Regions from separate parts of the Mus musculus genome. Here regions 1 and 3 are each linked to region 2. Evidence: chromatin contacts called from public HiChIP or PLAC-seq and promoter capture Hi-C data. All regions are on one chromosome and are shown on one strand. Each heading gives the region's core, a stretch centred on a gene start, on an enhancer-like site or on the middle of the called end of the contact. The rest is flanking DNA. Distances are from core to core; before and after follow the strand shown. Region 1 holds the start of Vamp5 (vesicle-associated membrane protein 5). Region 2 holds the start of Krcc1 (lysine-rich coiled-coil 1). Region 3 holds the start of Rnf181 (ring finger protein 181).

Evidence for each region. Promoter capture Hi-C pulls out the DNA fragments that hold promoters and counts their contacts. HiChIP or PLAC-seq counts read pairs in DNA pulled down with a chosen protein or histone mark.
Region 1: an HNF4G HiChIP or PLAC-seq map of pancreatic cancer cells shows a contact between it and region 2. The contact joins the promoter of Vamp5 here to the promoter of Krcc1 in region 2. A contact is called at or near these places in 1 of 39 promoter capture datasets (pre-B cells) and 1 of 115 datasets of contacts at active chromatin or transcription factors (pancreatic cancer cells).
Region 3: a contact with region 2 is called in a promoter capture Hi-C map of pre-B cells, with 3 times the contacts expected there. The contact joins the promoter of Rnf181 here to the promoter of Krcc1 in region 2. A contact is called at or near these places in 5 of 39 promoter capture datasets (3T3-L1-derived adipocytes, hippocampal neurons, liver and 1 more), 1 of 484 Hi-C or Micro-C datasets (pre-B cells) and 1 of 9 other capture datasets (liver).

The regions. Positions count from the first base shown.
Region 1 is chr6:72,378,299-72,382,114 of GRCm38.p6, reverse strand. It overlaps Vamp5 (vesicle-associated membrane protein 5), which reads left to right and starts at 1,647. Exons shown (of 3, transcript NM_016872.4): 1 at 1,647-1,734. The coding sequence starts at 1,732. Gm52494 (a long non-coding RNA gene) reads right to left here and starts at 2,833. Exons shown (of 3, transcript XR_003956310.1): 1 at 2,342-2,833; 2 at 2,011-2,218.
Region 2 is chr6:71,270,201-71,273,758 of GRCm38.p6, reverse strand. It overlaps Krcc1 (lysine-rich coiled-coil 1), which reads right to left and starts at 2,082. Exons shown (of 3, transcript NM_001354706.1): 1 at 1,919-2,082. It overlaps Mir8112 (microRNA 8112), which reads right to left and starts at 2,088; the gene lies at 1,958-2,088.
Region 3 is chr6:72,360,491-72,363,853 of GRCm38.p6, reverse strand. It overlaps Rnf181 (ring finger protein 181), which reads left to right and starts at 1,422. Exons shown (of 5, transcript NM_025607.4): 1 at 1,422-1,613; 2 at 2,315-2,442; 3 at 2,628-2,737; 4 at 2,905-2,979; 5 at 3,212-3,363. The coding sequence starts at 1,489. The coding sequence ends at 3,271.

The DNA of each region.
Region 1 (3,816 bases), core at 398-2,897, 1.1 Mb before region 2:
GGCTTGGGGCAAAACAGGCAAGCCCATCCCCAGCATCCATTTACAATTGAGTTTTTGCCTTAAAACTAAAGTCTTTTTAAAAACTCTTTGTTCTTTAAATTATTTTTATTTTATGTGTAAAGATGCTTCCTCTGCATGTGTGACTGTGACCATGTGTGACACGTGTCCTTGGAGGCCAGAACAGGGCATCGGATCCCCCGGAGCTGGAGTTAACAGACCGCAGTGAGCTGGCATGTAGTGAGCTGGCATGTAGTGAGCTGGCATGTAGTGAGCTGGCATGTAGGTGCTGACAATTAAACCTCAGTCCTCTGGAGGGGCAGCCAGGACTCTTAACTGCTGAGCCGTCTCTGCGGTCTCACATTTTAGCCTTCGATTAAGCACATAAAACAGCACCACTTAATATATTCCTCCGTGAGCTTTTTGTGGAATTCAGAGCACAGCGTATCCTTTACAAGTCTTCAGGCTTTCTGCACCTTTTGCACAGTTCTTTACAAACAACCTCATTTTAACCTTGAAGTTGGCCTGAGGCTGGGACGGGCCAATGAGATTAAGGAAAGGACTTCTCAGTTCCCAGTTCTGCAAGAAAAGCCGCAGTTTCCTCGGCATCTCTCTTCGTCAAGAACTCCATCTTCCTCACCTGTTAGAGGACCATCCCGCAAGGCCCACACCAGGAATCTAAGAGAAAGTGTGTGTTCTCAGGCTGGGCAACACCTGTTTGTTTTCCTTGCAGCAGCTTGCAACTCTGTCCTAAACTCATGCTGTGAAACTCTTCAAGACAGTCTGTGTAGTTTGTATTTTATTCTTATCCAAAAGAGATGGTCTCTGCTTGAGTACCACTTTGGAAGCTGGCTCCCATCTTCTCCTTTGCCTCTTCTGCCTCTTGTTGGTTCAAAACTTGAGATCCATCCACACACCATTGAGACTTTTAGCTCACAGAAATGTCTGCAACACTTTAGCATTTTAAAAATCTTCCTCCCCCAATGTATGGAGATCAGAGGCCAACTTGCAGGAGTTGGTTCTTTCCACAACGCGAGTCCATTTTTTAAAAAGATTTATTTATTTATTATATGTAAGTACACTGTAGCTGTCTTCAGACACTCCAGAAGAGGGCGTCAGATCTTGTTACAGATGGTTGTGAGCCACCATGTGGTTGCTGGGATTTGAACTCCGGACCTTCGGAAGAGCAGTCGGGTGCTCTTACCCACTGAGCCATCTCACCAGCCCTAGCTTACCATTTTTAAGGGTATAACTCGGTGACATACAATGTATTCAGAATACTGCCTGTTCCGTCTGTAAATAATCAGAACTTTGGAGTGGTTGGTGTGTTTTTAATTTCGGGTGAGACGCACTCACCAAGGTGGCAAATACTTCTGGCTTGTTCATGTCAGCTCCAGCACATAGCTCCCACAGATGCTTTTTGCATGACGGAATGACGCCTCCTGGGCTAACTCCTGATGCAGCCCCAGATCCAAGAGACATCGGTCCCCAATTCACCAGGCTGGGGTGTCATCGGAAATCGGACGCCTGTGGCCCGGTAGGAGGCGCCCCACGGGTCCTGTCACCGCTTTCGGTTTGCCCGGGACGGGCACCTCTGAGAAGGCGCGCCCCCCTCCCTCTTGGGCTGCGGGCCCGCCCCGCCCCACGGCTTCCTCCCGGGCCGCGGGCACTGAGGCCGCTCGGGGCAGAGGAATCGGAGCCGGCGAGCAGGCAGCGGCGGCGGCTGCGGAGGCAATGGTGAGACGGGCAGGGGCAGAGGGCGATTGTGCAGGGGCAAAAAGCAGGATTCTGAACCCCAGGGGCATAGGTCACGCTGGTCGCACGGACTAGTCCCCAACTTTGCAGGCAACCGGGGAGGGAGACTTCGGAGTGCGCCCCGTCGGGGCAGAGTGAGCGGTGCTACAGCTTCCCACGCTCCTGGAGCAGTTATCAGCTCCCGGCAATACCGGGCAAGTTACTTAACCTCCACGAGCCTCCTTTTCCGCGCAGTGAAGTAGGGGCAGCAATACTTACCTTGGTGGGTCCTTGAGAGGTTAAAGAAGATGTTTATGGTCGCTGCTGCCAGGCACTCAGAACCCTTTGCTGAGAAGTGGTAGGTAATGCGATGACCTCTCCAGCTCTTCCCCAGGCTAAGAGGAGCCAGAGCTGGCCCAAGGGTTGGAAACCTGAGCAGATGCCTGGTAGAGGCCCCGTGCTGACGTGCTGACAGATAAACACTTCCCTGGGGGAAAAGAGAAAATAAGTTGTTTACTATAAAAGTTCCATGAAGTTATCCCTGTGACCCAGCCTGCTGACTCTTTCCTAACCTCTACCTAGTAACATAATCATGAGTTGAGTCACCTACATTCACTCCTGCTGCAGACTTGCCATTTCCAAGACAAAAGTGTCAGGGACCACTGATGCCTGGATCCCACCTTCCAGGGCTCCTGGGAAGGTGGCCAGACTGGAAGCAAGTTTAGTACTCTAAGATGGGATGGATGTGGCCTGGCTAGGGGTGGCAATGCCTGGATGGCCTCATCTCTAGGGAACTGGAGGCAGGAAAGGGAAGTGTGGCAGGAAGGTAGCCCTAAGCTTTGAGGCCACACCAGGAAACCGAGGGAGGCTCTGAGAATGGGCTGGAGCTGAGAGCCCACTTCCGAGAGTACAGGGCAGAGATGGTCTTTCAACTGGCTCTCAGCTCTTGAGGAGAAGTTCTGAAAAGAAGGCTGCGCCAGGTTAGGTTATCTGGCTGTTCAGGAGAACCTTGGGGGTTCAGAGTCTGGGGGATGCATTAATTTTATCCCTTCAGCCTGTCTCCAGCTCCATCATCTATCTCTTCTTCCCTTGTCCCCCTTTCTGTCTCCAGCTCTTTCCTCCTGCATCCCATCCCTCTGACTACCATATATACCCCCACCCCCAACTGATTTCCCTTTCCTTTCCCTTTTCTTCACTGGGACTCATTCAGTCAAAATGATTTAAGAAAAAAATTCTTTTTTGCCATTGGAATAGCACAAAACAGTGATGGAGGAGATGAAAATGAGAGATGGAAATGAGCAATATTTTTTTGCATGTGTGGTATGCACGCTTGTTCACGTGTCTGGGCACATGCCTGTTTAGATACATGTGGAAGTCAGAGGCTGATGTCAGGTGTCTTATTAAACAGCTTTCCACTTTATTTTTGGAGACGGGATCTCTGGTTCAACCTGGAGCTCACCAGTTTGTCTCGTCTAGCTGCCAGCTTGTCCTTGGGACCGGCCCCTTCTTCCTGCCCCTAGGATTACAGGCAGACTGCCTGGCTTTTATGTGGGTGCTAGGGAGTCAGACTCTGGTCCCCAAACTTGTGCAACAGGGGATTTATTTATGGAGGCATCTTCCTAGCACCATAGATCATTTTAAAAGATTTTATTCATGTGTATGAATTTTCCCCTGCATGTATGTGTGCGGGGTACCATGTGTGTGCAGTGCCTGTGGAGGCCAGAAGAGGGAATTTCACCTTGTACTGGAATTTTAGGCACCCGTGAGCCGCCAAGTGGGTGCTAGGAACCCAGATCTTCTAGAAAAGCAGCAAGTGCTCTTAAATGCTGAGCCACCTCTCCAGCCCCACCATAAATAACTAAAAATTATTTAGCCTGCTTGTTTGGTTTTGGGGGACAAGGTCTCATGTAGATCAGATTGATGCAGAACTCACGATGTCGCTGAGCCACAGTGCCTGAATGGAGTTAACTATTTTTTTGAGGCAGTCTTGCTATATACCCTGCCCTTAAATGACCTAAGTAAACAAAGCTGGCCTTGAAGTTGCAGCAATGCTCCTGCCTCTGCCTCCCAAGTGCTAGGATTACA
Region 2 (3,558 bases), core at 833-3,332:
AGTGATGTGGAAACTGGCAGAAAGGTTGGTTTTGTTTTTTCCATGAAGAGTTGATTGTGATCTGACCATAGAACTAAAAAAATTGCATGTTGACACCTAAAAACTATTCTGGCATACTTGGTGACAGACAGAAATTTTAACACACACAAATTCAGATAAAAAATTTTCTCAGGATATTCTCGGTTGATTGAAGATACTTATTTGATTGTAATAAATTTTTATAACATTCTTACTACATGGAAGTGTTCATAAAAATGTTTTAAGGATACTATTTTACTCCTGTGCTACTTCTCCAAATTGTGAAAGGACATAAAATACAGATATCATGAAAAAAGTTACTTTTAGTGTTATATTTACAGGTATTATATATAGAAAAGGAATCTAAATTATCCTGTGATAGTCTGGCTTCCATTATCTTTCACACTGGAGACAAGGAGCAATATAAGGTAAAAGTACTAAAAATAGTTTTTCTGTTTCTTGGTGTTTTACTGAACTCTTCTGCAGTGGGGAATCAAATGCCACGATATAAAATTATTTCCAAAACTGCTTTAAAGATTTATCTCACAGGTGCAGGCTGTCTCAGGTGTGTAGTACCTATAACACACACACACACACATCTACTGGGGTAGTCTACAGCTTTTGTGTTTTGGTAAATGTGTTGGTGAGAATGTCAAAACTCTCCAAACCTCCATCCATAAAAAGCGACTTAAATCACAATTTAACACGGTGCCCAGTGTCAAGTGCCTGGGACACCCCTGCCACACTTTAAGGAAAAGCTCTGGCTGTCAGGTTTACTGTTTATTTTAGCCCTCAACAGATGACACGCCTCCGTGTTTGTGATGCTGGGGTCTAAGGAGTTCTACCCACAGTAGAGCTCACTCTTAAAAAGCTAACAAATTCTGCCCGGTCCCAGGCCATTTTTGTTTTTTTTCCTGAGGTAGTGTTTCACTCTATAGCTCGTGCTGGCTAGGAATTCTCATGTAGACCAGGATGGCCTCTGCCCCTCCACTGCTAGGGATTTAAGGCGCTCAGCACCACGCCCAACAAAGACTCTAACTATCCCCTCATTTTAAGCTTATTTCCCACAGCTCAGCGGTCTTTCAGAGTCTATAGAAGCAATTCTTTGAAATGTAACTGGGATGAAGGAGGCGCCTAACTTCCTAGTTCTCAGCCGGCAGAAGCAATGCCTAACCCTTGGGGAGTTTTCACCTCTCCTGTCTACTTCAGGCCTTCTCTCCTTACACTTTTTTTTAAAGGCCAAAGTCACTCGGAGCACTCCAGAACACAGCTCAGTTCTGCTCCTAGTCAGTAGGGTTGGAATAAAATCTTGCTTCTCGCCACTCTCACACTGGTCAAAAAATGCTAAAACTCGGGTTACTACGGTCAAGAGACGTCTGGACATTTTTTTCTAACTCGTCTTCCTGGCAATCCAGAAGCCTAGAAAAGCTTCGGGGTGATCCGTCCCCTCCACCTCACCTCTCCTCTTCCTTGAGGAAACCTGGAAGCTCCCACCCTCCTGTCCAGAGCTCCCTAATTCCCCACTCATGCCTGTCGCTAAGTGGCCTGCTGGGAAGTCTCCTGTCCACGCTCCTGCACCAAACCGAGGCTGCTCTCTCCCGGGGTCGCTGGAGGACGGGGATTCCTCACTGAACCCCCACTGCCCTCGGCTCGGCCGCCTCTTCTCCTAGCCCCCTCGGACCTCGGCTTCCTCGCCAGGCCGTGAGGTCCCTCGGCCATGGCGCCGCGGATGCTGAGGGGTTCTGAGGAGAGAGTCAGGCGCTCCGAGGGGGGCCGCGCCCGGCTCTCGTCGGCCATTTCGAAGGCGCGGCGGGGCGGGGCCGGGGCGCTCGGCCTTCACCAGGCCGCGGGAGTTGAGGGCTGGAGCTCGGGCCGCCCCCGCCGCCGGGCGGGAACTCACCTTCTCTGAGGCAGGGGCGGGCGTCTACAACTACTGTCCCCCTCCCCGCCAACAACGCCGGCCGGGGGTCAGAGGCTGCGGTGGAGGTGGCGGAGAGGCAGAGACACCGCTGCCGCCGCCGCCGCCTCCGCCGCAGAGCAGGCGGGGTGGGAGGGGGGGAGGAGGCGGAGACCTGACTTCCTGAGGGGAAGTCGCCGCCACCACCCGCGGCTGACTGGACAGCGCCAGCGCCATGGCGGCGGGGGCGCGCAGGTGCGCGTGCGCAGCAGGGCGGCCGAGCCCTCGGGAAATTTTCTAGCCCCGCCCTCCATGTGTGCTCCGCCCCTTCCCGCCATTTCGGACTAACCGGCTCTGTCCGTGTGGGTAGGAGCTTGGGTGTCGGTCCTTCTTGCCATTGGAGGAAAGAAACCTAGTGACGAGGTTCAGCCCGGAAGCCAAAGTGAGTCTGGAAATGTATGGATCCACCGGCCAAAATATCTAAGAAACGCACATCTGCCTTTCCTCTTTCTTGTGCTCTTATATTAAGACTAAATATTAAGCACCATCCCTGCTCATGGTACGTTGCTAGCTAGCATAGTCCATAAATTCCCTCTTAGATTATACACGTTCGTGCATAGTATTCCTCAAAGCACACACACGGTATGCTCACCATACACGCTCCTATTACATAGATACAACATCACACAGGTACTACTAAAGTATATTTTAGTTTTCTTTACATGGTCATTATTTTGTGTGGAGCGGAGTGAGGGTGGGGCTCCTTTTACCTTATGCACCCCAGAAGTCGAACTCAGCTTCTGGGGCTTGGCAGCACACCGACCCATGTGTAATAGGGTCTTACTTTAGCTCAGGCTGGTCCCAAGCATGGATTGAAGTAATCACTTAAAAACCTCAGATGGACTGAGAAGCCCAGAGTTGACTGTTGACTGCTGAAGCTTCTGATAAGGAGATCCACATACCAGACCCGCTAGCCTCTCCCACTTCCTGACTGCAGGGGAACTGACCTGCAAATGGAATCTTCCAACCCCAAAGCTCCCTCCCTCCGCCTCCCCCCCCCCCTTTCAGTCCTACAAAACCCAACCCCTTACTCCCCAACACGTGCCACTTGGGCATAGTCTCACTTCCCTGAGAGACTGCAGCCCTTCAGTTCTGATTAAAGATCAGTTCTGTTTCAGGAGATGTCTGTCTACCCTTCATTTCCACTCGCCTTCACCAATCCCTTTCTATCATCTCTCAGTCTCGCAAGGGCTGAAATTTAACGAGTGAGCCAGGAAGCTCCACTAGGGTCTTTGGTTTTTAAAGCCGAAGACTGCTTTACTCCCAGGCTGGCCTGGAATACAGGATCCTTCTACCTCAGACTCCCAAGTGCTGGAATTAGAAGCCCCTTCACCCACTGGACCATGTTAAAGGCCCTGCTTCCGGTTAATACTACACTACTGTGTAAGTCAACAGGCTGCACTTGCTTCCGTTGCCAAGCATTGCCACTCCCCGACTGCCTAATAAACTCCGTCCGTAAAAGGCTTCACACAGAGACAAGCAGTCCATTAATGATTCCACGCTTATTAATAACACAGGGACAAGAGAGAACCTGAGGTTTTGGTCTGTGCTGTAATTAGACAACATATAATGGGCTATTATGT
Region 3 (3,363 bases), core at 173-2,672, 1.1 Mb before region 2:
CACTGTGAGCTGGGCCCGTCTATATCAGTCATTAATCAAGAAAATGACTAGTCTACAGGCCAATGGAATGGAGGCATTTTCTCAGGGTTTGAGGGTCCTTCTTCCCAGATGATCTTAGCTTATGTCAAGTTGACAAAAAGATAACAAACATACAGGGCTTAAGACAATACTGTTTGTTTGTTTGTTTGTTTGTTAGAGGCAGTGTTTCCCTAAAAGCCCAGTGGCCTCTTAAATTCTGAGACGATGGGTGTATGCCACCTTGAGAGCTCTAAGCACTTGTTACCTTCCTTGGGTTTATTATCATCTTCCTCTTCTGAGAAAGATGGGGGGATAGCACTTTGCCCTGCTAGGTGGGTCAGCAGCACTCACTTTGGGCAAGCTACTTCTGAGACCCAGGTCAGTGGTAGAGCAGATGCTCAGCATGAACTCTAAGGCCCCTCTGAGGTGCCGCACTACAGTACTAGACAATTACAATCAGGTATTTATGGAATGCTCTTTTCCTGAATATGCCTCTCCTTTGAATTTTTTTAAAGACAGGATTTTACTATGTAGCCCACGCTGGTCTTAAGTTTGCAATCCTCTGGCGGTCACTCCCCCCCTTTTCAAAAATTTCAAAAAAATTTATTTTATAACTATGTGTGCTTTGTCAGGTGAATGTAGGTACCGGGGAGGAGGAGCAAAGAGGCATTACCTGGAGCTGGAATTACAGTAAACTGCCCAAGTTGAACTCCTAATCATGCATGGTTTTGTCTATTTTCCTTCTTTTATTGTTTATATTTATTTGTTTTAATTTTTATTTTTATTGATTGAGACAAGGTCTCAACTTTTTAGCCTTGGCTGGCCTCCCACTCACAGAAAAACACCTGGCTCTGCCTCCTGAGTGCCAGACTTAAAGACATGCACCATCGATTGCTTTATTTATTTATAATACGAGTGGGTGTCTTGCTGCATGTCTGTCTGTCTGTCACTTATTTGCCTGGTGCCCGCAGAGCATCAGACCCTCTGGAAATAGTGTTGTGCGCCATCCAGTGGGTGCTGGGACTAAAACTTGGGTGCGCTGAGCCATCTCTCCAGGCCCTTCACCCATTTTTATGCATAAAACATAATCAATGCGTGGGAATTTTCCTTTCAGGGAGTAGGTGGAACATGCAGGTAAACTCAGCCAAGGAGACACAGTAGAGATACTTCCGGCTTGGACTGGCACTTCTAGAAACCGGCGAGAGCCCTCAGATCCTGGCTCCGAAAAGTCCCCGGAATTTCCTCTTTCTCCAACCCCATTGGCTTTAGTCTTTGGTCACCTGACTTATCCAACCAACGAGAGGCGGCTGCATCGGTACTTCCGCCTCTGTGTGCGAGTCACTATGCCCACCCCAGGAGCACTCTGATTGGCTCTCCTCTTGAAATTCGATCGCTTATTGGCCAGCGCTGGATTCGGCTCTCCAGCGGCAACCTAAAGCTGTGTCAGACAAGCCCGGCAGCCCAGGAGCCATGGCGTCTTATTTTGATGAGCACGACTGCGAGCCGTTGAACCCTGAGCGTGAGGCCCGCAACAATATGTTGCTGGAACTCGCGAGAAGAGTGCGCGGGGCTTGGAGCTGGGCCCCGGGCGGCAGGTTTCTGGGTTGGGGTTTGGCGGAGAGGGCGGGTTAACCTGGGAGGTGGGGTAAATAATGTTAGTCAGGGCGACGCGATTAGTCGAGTCGGAGTCGTTAATTTGGGCTATTAATGAGTAGGGCCCGCCAGGGGATCGTGGGAAAGACGAAGATAGAAAGGGTGGGTGTAGCAAAGGGAGGCACGGGACAAGATTGTCATGGGGGCGGACACGGCCTGTGCCCAAGTGTGTAAACTGGGTAGTGTTTTGCTAGTAATAAGCAAGGAGAGAAACTCACTGCTGTCCTGGAATCAACTTTGGCTTATTCCTGAACGACTTCTTTGAGACTGCTATTTCTAGTAAAATGGGAAAGTTGCCTGGAGTGATAGTGCACACCTTTAATCCAACTACTTGGGAGGTAGAAAGAAAAAGGGAAAAGCGAGCCGGGGTTGATTGAGAGCTGTGCTGGTGGGTTTGTTTCGTGTGTGTGTGTTTTGCTTAGAGACAATCTCACTATGTATCCCTGACTGGCCTCGAACTCACAGCCTCCCAAGTGTTGTGACTAAATGCATGGGCCACCACCTCTGGCTCCCACCCTACTGAGGAGCTCTTGTGCACTATTCGTTATTATTACTATTTTAGCCAGGACAGGTATTTCCCAGTGGATTATGGGGGCCGGAACTAGATGATTTCCTTAGTTCTGATTTATACTTTCTCCCTCAGATCACTCTTTAATAGGATGGACTTTGAGGACCTGGGATTGGTAGATTGGGAACACCACCTTCCCCCACCAGCTGCCAAGGCTGTGGTGGAGAGCCTCCCTAGAACAGTCATCAGTAGCGCCAAGGCTGGTGAGGACACAAGGCCTTTTTTGTTTTTTTTTTCTGTTTAGGGCAGATAAGCCAGACCTGCCTGCCTGCCGACTCCCCCTAGCCACCAACAATCTGGCCTGTTAGTGTTCTAGGCCAAGCCTGTGTCTGAGTGGGAGGTTGGGTTGGGCCTTAACTGCTCTCCTGATCGACACTTCCTCTTCAAGATCTCAAGTGCCCCGTGTGCCTTTTGGAATTTGAGGCGGAGGAGACTGTGATTGAGATGCCCTGCCATCATCTCTTCCATTCCAACTGCATTCTGCCCTGGCTAAGTAAGGTACTCGGTCCATCCCTTCCCGGCCCCAACACCAGTTCCCGCCAGTTCCTAAGCGGCTTTTTTTTTTTTTTTTTTTTTGGTAATGGACTGGGGTGAAATCAAGGGAGAGAGCAGGGCTGGAAGGCAGGAGCAGGAAAGGACCGGAATACCGCTCTTGATTTCTCTAGACAAATTCCTGCCCTCTGTGCCGCCATGAGCTGCCCACTGATGATGACAGCTATGAAGAGCACAAGAAAGACAAGGTCTGGTCACCCCACCCCTGCTGCACACTCCCCACTCCTCAGCAGGCTTGGCTAGGCCTCTGAACGCCCCCCTCACTTGGGCTCCCTTCCAAGTCAGTGTGGTGAGGGCAAAGGTCTCAGCATTGTTAATGTTAGAAGCCTGAAAAGAGACCCCGTGACAGCTGCTCTCTGCATGGTCCTATCCATGAGTATTCAGACCCAGCCTTGCCTAAGCCTGGCGTCTTTCTTCTAGGCTCGCAGGCAGCAGCAGCAGCACCGCCTGGAGAACCTCCACGGAGCCATGTACACGTGAGGCAGCTGCCAGGGCTGAGCGCTCAGCCTCTCTGATACCTTCCCTCTGCACTCTGAATCATTAAAGGTTTCTTTACCCACCCTGCAGCTGCA